Linked DNA regions of Triticum aestivum: region 2 is linked to region 1. A link is a contact called in public Hi-C data. All regions are on one chromosome and are shown on one strand. The core of a region is the stretch at or near the end of the contact, and the rest is flanking DNA. Distances in the headings are between cores, read along the strand shown. Region 1 holds the start of LOC123077460. Region 2 holds the start of LOC123077465 (serine/threonine-protein kinase tricornered).

Evidence for each region. A called contact is a pair of places that touch in the nucleus more often than the background predicts.
Region 2: a contact with region 1 is called in a Hi-C map of leaf, with 7 times the contacts expected there. The contact joins the promoter of LOC123077465 here to the promoter of LOC123077460 in region 1. A contact is called at or near these places in 1 of 5 Hi-C or Micro-C datasets (leaf) and 1 of 1 datasets of contacts at active chromatin or transcription factors (leaf).

The regions. Positions count from the first base shown.
Region 1 is chr3D:66,455,328-66,460,591 of IWGSC CS RefSeq v2.1, forward strand. It overlaps LOC123077460, which reads right to left and starts at 3,680. Exons shown (of 4, transcript XR_006436656.1): 1 at 2,451-3,680; 2 at 2,012-2,068; 3 at 1,050-1,108; 4 at 124-789. LOC123077461 (protodermal factor 1) reads left to right here. Exons shown (of 3, transcript XM_044499737.1): 3 at 1-38.
Region 2 is chr3D:66,627,577-66,632,822 of IWGSC CS RefSeq v2.1, forward strand. LOC123077465 (serine/threonine-protein kinase tricornered) reads left to right here and starts at 2,499. Exons shown (of 13, transcript XM_044499739.1): 1 at 2,499-2,926. The coding sequence starts at 2,733.

The DNA of each region.
Region 1 (5,264 bases), core at 2,430-4,929:
CTATGGCATTTTGAGTGCAATAAATCCATCCTTTTCCATTGCTTGATATCACTGTTATTATGCTGGATTAGTAACACATAGAAAAAACTATGTACTCCGAACACTACAAAAGAGCAATAATAAATCAAACACCAGACTAGTGCTACTCAGTTTACAACATAAGAAGTTTATAAATGTCAGCTGTTTAGAGCAGTTTGGTTGTATACTCTAAATATCACCACACCTACTTGTGGCCTTGTGGCAAAATGTGGCAAGCAAACACTTCATGTTGCTAACAAACTGTTCGCCACACCATAGGCAAGTTTTGCAAAACATTGGGTCTACGACAGGTGTGCTACATAGCAAGAAACTATGGCATAACAAAACTGCAATGGAATGGCCAAACTTGACTAGCAAAGGTTTGGCAAATTGACAAAGCAGTCTAGCAAATGCCACAAAGTTAGTTATTCTTCGATTGCATAGTTAAAGGACCTATGAACCTTGTTCTTGAATCCCAGAAAATCCTGTAACAAAACCATCTTTTTCCCTGATATCCTAAATTTCATAGTTCAACCTTTGAATCTTACTGTTGAACCCCAAAAATCCTATGACGAAAGCACATGTTGCCAATGGTCAGAGAAACAAGTGTAATCATTCAGAAATTTGGATAACTCATCAAACAACTAGTCGGTACACAAAACTTCACAATGTTCACATAAAACAAGGGATTGGTGTTTGATACCACATAAACCCAAGAACTTCCAAGATGAGTTGAAGCTTTCCCTTCAGTACTTCTCCAAAAGAGTCAATCTGGATGTGAAATGAAAGCTAAAGTGTTAATTTACTCTAGAAGAAAATTTATTCAAACCTCACTTGAAGTCAGTCAACATTTTGGTGTTTTTTCATTAATTATGACTTATAAGCTCTAGTTCTGCATTGGATGTGCTATGTGCTATGTGTTTTGTCTGATTCAGAATTGTTGAATGCCAAGCATAATCAAGTAAGAATATTGTCGAATCAGCAACATCATGTTAATCACAGTTGAGAACTACTATTTCTGATAAAATTACCTCCTGGAGGAAAAACTTCAGCCCTGCTTATCTTCTTCACAGGATTTAACCTGTTGATTCTAGACATAGAACATGTACTATGTCAGTAACTCGACAGTATCATGGCCGTTTTAATGGGAAAAGAAGTTAATCTGCATCTGTCGAAATTGCTAGCAAACACTAAAATGAATATGAATGCTAACAAAAAAACACCATTGCATCACTAATCATCCTCACACTGGGATATTTTTCTAATTGACACATTTTCAGTGTTACAAAGCGGATTTCCCTGCAAAAGAGTAGCCCTCGTGTTAAAAAGATGGATGATCAGTTTCTCTTCTTTCACCGAAGCACCTTTCAATGCAAGCACTTATAACAACTGTAGGGGCAAAGACTACCTAAGAGGAATTGCTCTCGAATAGCTCAATCCACATCCTCTATCCCCATCCCAGTACACATGGAATCGTGCATAAGGACAAATATGTAAGAATAAATATGATAAAAGGTGTGTAAAAATGAATTGGGAACAAAATCAAGAGCTTCTGGAAGAAACAAAGATCATTACTTGGGTAAAGGTAAGGTTGGGTGAGAGGTAATTAATAATATCTGAATGTCCAGTTAAATGGACGAATTTAGTAATAGCATTCTTTTTTGTTGTTTATTGCTGTAGATGCACATAGCTACCGATAAGTGATTTCAAACATTTTTTTGCAGATGTCGGTGCTCAACTGCTGACTGATTGTTTATCAATGAATTGACACTATCCACTTACATACAAGATAACACTGCAAGTAACAGAGTAATAACTACATATAAAAGAAAAAACTGCAATGATCATATCTCCGGATGCACTACTTTGAAGTTTGAACACCAAATAGTCGTAACAAAATTGACTATCAATTTTTCTAGTGACTGACTAATAGGTCCGCGTTAATCATTTCAGCATTAGCACGAATATTACAGCAACAGAGATTAGTACATACATCTTGGTCCGGCGCGGACAGACACGGAAACGGCAGGGACGTCCACCTGCATCCCTACTGACTAAGCATGGCTTCTGTATTAGTTATATACTTACAAAAGAAAATGTTATCCTACTCAACACAAAAGAGATATACTGTAAGTTAGTCAGAACCTAACACTATGACAAGATATCCAAGTGGAGTCGGAAAAATGTGGCTGCACAAAAAAGGACTTGCTCAGAGAGGATAAATTTATCAAAAGTTATACTATCGTTTTCTACAGTATTAACACACATTTCTGTGGGATGAGTTACAACAGTAACAATAATGAGGGCAGTTCACCCATTTGCTTGTGACACCAATAAGGCAGTAACCACAATGGCAAAGGAAAACATGACCCTGTGAGAAACCGTATTCCATAAGGCTATGTTAAACTACAAGCTTTGAGGATAAACCTTACAGAATATTGTGCTTTCTTTCCACCTCCCATGAATCATAACGGTGCATCCTCTCAAAACCAGCAACTCTCCATGAATCCGACATCAAGTTGGCCATCTAGAAATGATGTGTCTTCAAATCTTGTGATCCATGTGGGAATCGAACCATTTGAAGATCTCCTCATTCTGCAGGCTGGTAAATTCATGGTATGCATATGCAATATTCAACTCCTCCGTGACATGCCTCTCCAGCCGGAACCCCTCCGGCAAGATCTTGGCTTCCTCCGCCGCCTCTTTCCACGGTGTGCTCCTCCCATCGTTCTTCAGAAACCCCTTCTCATCCAAGAACGACTTCTGGCGAAGCACGTCCACAAGGCCATCGGCGACGGTCGGGGTCAACCCCGGTATCCTCGCCGCCAAGAAGTCGGCACTCACGGCAAAGGCATCGCACTGGATCTCCCGCACATCAACGTGCGTTGACTTGAGCTTGCCTATGCTTGCCGCCACCATCTGCGCCCTTTTGGCGTCCCTGGGCATGTGCACGAACAGCGCCGGCGGGTAGCCGGGCGGGATTTCCTCCATGGCGGCGAACACGCCCTCGGCAATCACGATGGCCACGCTGCTGAACCTGACCCTCGCCGCCAGAGCGGAGACGAAGTACCCGCCCGACGACGCGCCGATGCCGACGAGCGGGAGGCCGCCGAGCTCGGGGTGCTGCTCCTTGACCCACCATTCGATGATGGAACTGACGGCGGCGAGCTCGCTGCCGTCGCCGGAGGCGGAGGCGGGGTCGAGGGACCAGCACTCGGCGCGGCTGGAGACGGCGAGGACGGCGTAGCCTCGGCGGAGCGCCTCGCGCGTGAACCGGCGCTCCTCGGGGAGCCCCGCGCAGCGCGGGCAGCCGGGGGAGGCGTCGAAGAAGTCGGTGGCGCGGATGGTGCATCCGGGGGCGATGAACATGGCGGCGCGCGGCGGGCCTGGGGGGAGCTGCCACAGCACCTCGTTGCCGCTCCTGCGCGCGACCCGCGGGTCGAGGCGAATGGCCGGGGTCAGCGGCGGGACGGCGGGAGCGCGCGGGAGGAGGAGGGCGGTGGCGAGGAGGATCAGCGCGCAGGAGGCGATCAGGACGACGGGCCTGCGCGGCCGCGGGAGGGGGTTGTCCATCCTTCGCGTTAATGGAGATTTGAGACGGTTTGGGGCTTCTCGTTAATGGAGAAAGTGACTTAGTTGACTTGCGTTGGACAAAGGGGAACGCAAACTCTGAACAGCGCTGGGAGGAAGAAACGTCCATTGGGCTGGGTGTAAAGGAGGCCCATGTGGAAAGGTGGCCCGGCGTCTTAGCCTGGCCCGGAACGACAAGTTTTTTTTAAGAGTACGTCAATGGTGTACCTTAGTTTTATAGAAGGCAGCATAAAATTTTACAAGAAGGAACGACGAGTTTCAACGATAGTTTCTCTTTCATCGCCGACGACGCTCATTCGGTGGGGCTCGTCGGATGTGAATTTCCCCCCGGTCCCCATCGCCACACGCCCTCACCGATGAGGAGATCTCCTTTGTCCGTCTCGTATCCCTCCTTGTCGATGACGGCTTGGGTAGCCTCGACTCTGTCACCAATCTGGACATCCTATGATAGCACCCAATGCCTCCCCCAATTCCCTCTCATAGTGTGCTTTTGTAGTTCGAACTACTATCACTGATGCTTGATGTGTCCTTGGTACTCATGGTGGCTCATGTGTCTTTTTTACTATAAAGACACTAAAGGGTATCCTAGATTGGAATATTGAGAAAAACAAAGGTCAATAGAATGGTTAGACAATTGGATATAGAACGGCTAGCAAATAATAAAATTATATTAAAAATCATACTGGTCTTCTTCCTCCTCTGATTGTATGTTGCCTATTGAAAATTGCCATGAACCAACAACAAAGAAAAGTGGTACTTGCGAGCGCCCTCACCACGCCAGGCTTTGAAGATCGCAATAGCCACTCTCCGCTTGAGACAAGATCTAAAAATCGTTGAAGCGGCATCGGCTGGAGCATCACCCCATGCAAAACAGGCTTGTAATCCATCACCACAAGCACAAAAGGTTGGAGAAACCGGGTCAAGCCATAGAACAACACAGAAGATGTTGTAGTCGCCACACCAATAGTCGGCTAAAAGCTCTCCTTGAAATACACACGAATTGCCAAGATCCAAAGGGAACCGACAGATCTGGGGACACAAACTCTCACAGGCTCTTCGTCGGCAGCGAATCGGATGTCGTTGAGGTAGGGAGAGACCAAAGAGATCTTATTCCACCACACCATCGTCGCCACCACCTCGTCGATGTCGCCGAAGAATCAAAAACCTAAGGAGAAAATGAGACGGGCGGGTCCCCACTCCTCTTGCGGCCGACGAGGCCGTCGGACGGGGAAGAGAAGGGGGACCAAGGTGGTGGTGGAAGCTATGGTAGCGGCTGGGGTTAGGAGGCGGATGTGTTGAGGCATTCACTGGTGTTTAATTCACCTTATGCTTATGGTGGCTCATGTGTTGGTAATACTAGAAGATAACCCATGCGTTGCCGCAGGGTGGTAGGCTGAAAAGATGAATAATTAGGTCAATTGGATAATTGTAAGACCTAATTATGATGTGATGACTAGTGGTTTGGCAGCCATGTATGATTTGTTGATGTGGAAGGTTGTATGCATGGAAAATAGTTAGTGAGATGATAGATTAATGACGTGGCGGACATGCATGATTTGTTGATGTGGAAGCGTTGCATGCTTAGGAAAGATAGACCATGGGTTGCAACTACTTGAAATACAAGATTTGTTAAGTACATGAGGGATCTATGCACT
Region 2 (5,246 bases), core at 1,249-3,748, 170 kb after region 1:
CATCATTCTCCTAACGATGTGACCCCGTTAATCAAATGACAACTCATGTCCATGGCTAGGAAACTCAACCATCTTTGATCAACGAGCTAGTCAAGTAGAGGCACACTAGTGACACTATGTTTGTCTATGTATTCACACATGTATTATGTTTCCGGTTAATACAATTCTAGCATGAATAATAAACATTTATCATGATATGAGGAAATAAATAATAACTTTATTATTGCCTCTAGGGCATATTTTCTTCACACCGGAGACGGGACGGACCGGCGCCGGCGCCGGTGGGAGGCAGAAAGATAGGGTTCTTGGGAGGCGGCGCCTGAGTTTGCAAGCTGCGGATACAAATATAAACATTTAACTAACATTAATCTTAATACCGGATGTAAATAAGACGGCGCGGCAAGGCGCACGTGACCTTCTAGTCCCATTTATATGGGCTGAAACGTACGCACCTTGCTGATCGAAGGGAGTGGCAAACAGCTAAGCTATAGCTGTTATCGAAAAAAAGCTAAGCTATAGCTAATCCGTTACTGTCACGGTTCACCAGTAAGTAAACACCAGCGACGCACGCACGCACGCCGGTGTCGGAAAAAAAAAACCAGCGACGCAAGCCGAATGCGACGACCGCGACACCGTAACTTCCTCCCCTCCGATCCCAACCAGCGAGCATCAGCGGTACGTTGCCAGTGATGATATACCACCACGTCCAGACAAGACAGACAAGGAAGAATACCACACAGGCGCAGTACAAGTGCATAGTTTAAGCACGTTGGGGGTTGGATGTGTCGAAATGGAATCCAAGAGAGGAGAGGAGGCCAGGGCCAGGCCAGGTGCACGCCGAGATCTGGCAGCACTGGCACAGGCGGCCGGGGAGGGATGCATGTAGATAGATAAAGAAATGGGGTGTGCGTGGCGACCTAGCCTGGCATCCGAGCTGGGCATGCGCGCGGCCGCGTGTATTCAGATCGGTCAGATGTCGATCCGCCCCCTGCGTGCGTATGTGCATGCATTTGCATTTGTGCCTGCCCCAGGCTGGAGGCCCCCATTATTTTGCCGCCGCGCCCCAACATGCCACCTTGCCACGCATCACCCGCAGATCCATCCATCCATCGATCGATCGATCGAGATATTTATTTATGTTTATTTATAAGTAAATAATGATGCCGTAGTTTTCTTCGTCAACTAGGCCAGCGGATCACTGGCGCAAGTACGCCTTGCTGTCCTGTCATCGCGTGCGAGCTTAGGCATCGCCGTTGATTGACGAGGAGACCCTGGTGGCTGCAGCTGCAGATGCGACTAGCTGGACGGAGACGACGTTGGCCGATTGGGGTACGTCGGATCTGTCCAAGTGGACATATGTGTGTTAATCTTATCGAAGAAAAATAAATAAATTACTAGCAGTACTAAAATTTGTGTGGCAAATGTCATGCACCGCGTCGCGACCCACGACCAGTTCACCGTGCTGGGTCAGCATTCAACACTCGATCTGTTACTTGGCCGGACTGCTGCACCGTACGGTACGTACAAAACGCGCGCGTGAAGCCGTGATGATCCAGATTCCAGAAGCTGCTCGCCTCCGTTCATTCAACAGTGACCCCGGCCGGTCGACGCGACCACGTACCACTCGCCGTCACTTTCTCACCTGGCCCGTGAGTACACGCCGCGTGGCGCGGGCTGATCTGACTCCGGACCCTGCAGCTAGCCTGCCTGGGGCTTCTCGCGTGGACCTAATACGGCGGATCGACCTACCCAACTGGGCAGCCGGACATGGCTAGGACCGCGACATGCACGGAGCTTCTACTACTCTTGTCAGTCCCCGATGGATGTCTCCGTATGCATATCGGGCCTGATTTTAGTACGTATTTTTAGTTTCTCCAACGACGATTTCATCATCATGTATACGCACTCATCCATCCATCAGAAGATCATCATCATAGCAGGTAGCATCTCAGCCAAAGGTCGCAGTAATTCGACCCATGGGACACCTCCCCAGTACTACCTCAATTTCAAAACATAAAACGTGATACTATACTAAATCAGACTAAATCGGGGACAATAAATATGTATGGAGGAGAGTACTTTTACTTTTTACTTATTGGGTAGCGAGCACGCCGTGTGCTGAAACACAAGAGAAGCTCGAAGACAGAGAGAAAAAAAAAAGAACTTGGAAATGGAAGATGGTCAGCGGCGTTTATCCATCCATCCATCCATCTGAAGCCTCAAGGGGAAAGCACCTAGACAAGAGCCAGCCAAGCCCTTCCCTTTTCTACGTGGTACCAACGTGTGTACAGCTACGTACGCAGAGATATATACTCCTAGTAGTTGTGTACAGCATGCGGCACGACAGAGTAGAGCTAATCACACCAAGCGGAGACAAAACCCATTCAAAAGTGGCAAAAAGAAAAGAGAGAGAGAGGGGAAAAAAAATCCGAGCTGTTCCCATGCGCAGCTGTCCGTGCGACGGAGTTGAGTTAAAGCCCCCGCCACCACACCACACCAAACCCGCCCCGTCAATCCCCCGCTGCTGCTCAATCAGCCACCCCGTGCCGGCGCGGTCAGACGACGGCCGTATATATACCCGGCGCGCACAGCGACAGGCGGAGGCCGCCGACCCGAGAGAGACCCAGCGCAGCAAAGGGACGCAGCAAAAGGCCCCCCGGGGACAGCGAGAGGTGTAGGCGGCAGCAGCGGCAGCCAGCGAGCGGGGAGGCTGGTTGGTCGTCGCGGGCGGGATGGAGAGCGAGATGTCGGACGCGGTCCCGGCGGCTGCGGTGGCCGTCGCCGAGCCGCTCGCCGCCGTGGCGGAGGAGGGCGAGGGGGAGGGGGAGGCGTCCACCCTCACCATGGAGCGCGTCGCCGCCGCCAAGAAGTTCATCGAGAACCACTACCGCTCCCACATGAAGAACATCCAGGAGCGCAAGGAGAGGTACCGATCCGATCCCGCCTCTCCGCCTCCAATTTTACTTGCTGCTGCCGCGTTCGCCCGGAGTAGATCTCGCGCCCCCGAGCTCGATCGAGGGGGTTTGAGCTCGGTTGGAGCGGCTCGAGCTCGGGGTTCTGGTGCTAGGGGTTTGTAGCTGCTAGATTTGGGGTGAATTTTGGGGTGGGCGCCGCCTGCGAGGAAGCGGGGCGCGCAGCGCAGCGGTAGCTGTACCAGCCATGGTCTTGAGGGTTTCTATCGTGGTATGACCTCAAATGTTGCTTTAGATCCTCGAATTGTTATTTTTAGACAATGAGATTCTCGAATTAGTCGAGCTTGCTATGCAATTTGGGGCTGCAGTGGCCTGATTTAGCTCTGATGGATAAATTGGGATGAGGAGAGTCCTTGGTTCTATAGGTGTTTCCAATCCTCAGATTCTGCTCAATGCACCAAGTAAAAATGGTTCCAGTCACTGGGTATGGAGCAGTTATTGTATTGTTCCACCTTTGGCGCGAAAAGCCGCTAAGCTGAGCTCATCATACTAGCAACTGCCTTGCTTAGCTGGATAGCGGGTTTGGAATGTTACTGTTGTGATGGTTCTCAATCTCGGATGATGACGATGCATCGATGCTACTACCGTGTATGTCTTGAGGTTGCGCCGGTATTTTGTTGTATGTGATATTTTGTTCTTGCGTGTATAATTAGGGTGTATAGTATGTCGGTTTTTAGTTTGCAAGCCAACAAACAAATGGTTGCCTTTATTATGTGACGGTTTTGTACCATCAATGTACTGTTGCAGATTCATGTTATCCTTTTATGAATGGGTAGTCGACACGTGGTCGATGACGTAGCGCATACATGTCATGTATTGATTTTGCCAGTACTAATTTAGCTTACTTGAAGCCAGATATGTACTACATAATAACCATTTCAGTTTAGTATGAGTTTGTTAGAGCTAGGATCAAAGAACCCTGCTTCCCTTTCATCAGACATGTTTTATGTGTGGACAACATTTGATTCTGCTAGTTGTTTGGAATGCTTCGTTTCTTCTCAGTGCACCATGCTGTTGGTCAATTTGCTGACACGGAGTAGTTAGGTTCTGTTTTTTCCGCTGCAAACTGTTGAGCTAAGTTCATAGTACTGACTCAGCCGCAAAAAAAAGGTTCATAGTACTGACTACTCCCTGCTTAGTTGGGTTATAAAATTTAGTGTCTTGCTGTTGTAAAGATTTTCTTGCAGGATAAATGCACAAAATTGACGCGAGGGAACACAACATGATTTCTCTGCGTCAGCATGTTGTTTTACAAAGGTCAAACCGTCAAACAGTCTTGTTTCTCTATATGTTGGAAGTAAAACAACGTAATGAAACACAATGCAGAACATTAGATGAAAGAAGTTGATGTCCTATACCTTTTTTTAATGCAATGGCACACAGTGGGTATGTAATCACCAGCCATGGTGTTGAGGAATTCTAGTGTGGTATGACGATGAGATCCTGGAATTAGTCAAGCTTGGTACACAATTTGGGGTTGCAGTGGCCGGATTTAGCTCTAGTGGATAAGTTGGGCTGAGCAGCACTTGACTCTGTACGTGCTTCGAAATCTCAGATTCTGCTTAATGTGCCAAGTAAGAATGGTTCCAATCATGGGGTATGTAGTAGTTATTATACTGTTATATTTTTGGCATGAAAAGCCGTTAAGCTGAGCTCACCGTACTAGCTGCTGGCTTGCTTAGTTGGATAGTGGGTTTGGAGTGTTACTGTTGTGATGGTTCTCCGATGATGATTCATTGATGGCATACTATCGTGTATGTTTAGAGATTGTATACAAGGCGACAAATGTCTGCCTTTAATTAGGGTATATTACATGATGGTTTTGAACTGTCAACGTAGACACATAGTCGATGACGTAGTGTATACATGCGATGTATTGATTATGCTAGTACTAATTTAGCTTACTTGGAGTCAGGTATGTACATAATAACCATTTCAGTTTAGTATGCATTTGTTAGAGCTAGGAGCCTAGGATCAAAACCCTGTTTCCCTTTTGTCAGACATGTTTTGGGTGTGGACACCATTTGATGCTGCTAGGTGTTTGGAATGCTTTGTTTCTGCTAAGGTGCACCATGCTGTTGGTCAAATTGCTGACACGGCGTAGTTATGTTTTATTTTCATGCTGGAAACTGTTGAGCTAAGTTCATAGTGCCGACTACTGCCCTGCTTAGTTGGGTTACGGGATTTATAGTTGCTGTTTTAAAGATTTTCTTGCAGGATAACTGTACAAAACTGGTGGTGAGAAATCAACAACATGATTTTCTGTTTTAGCAT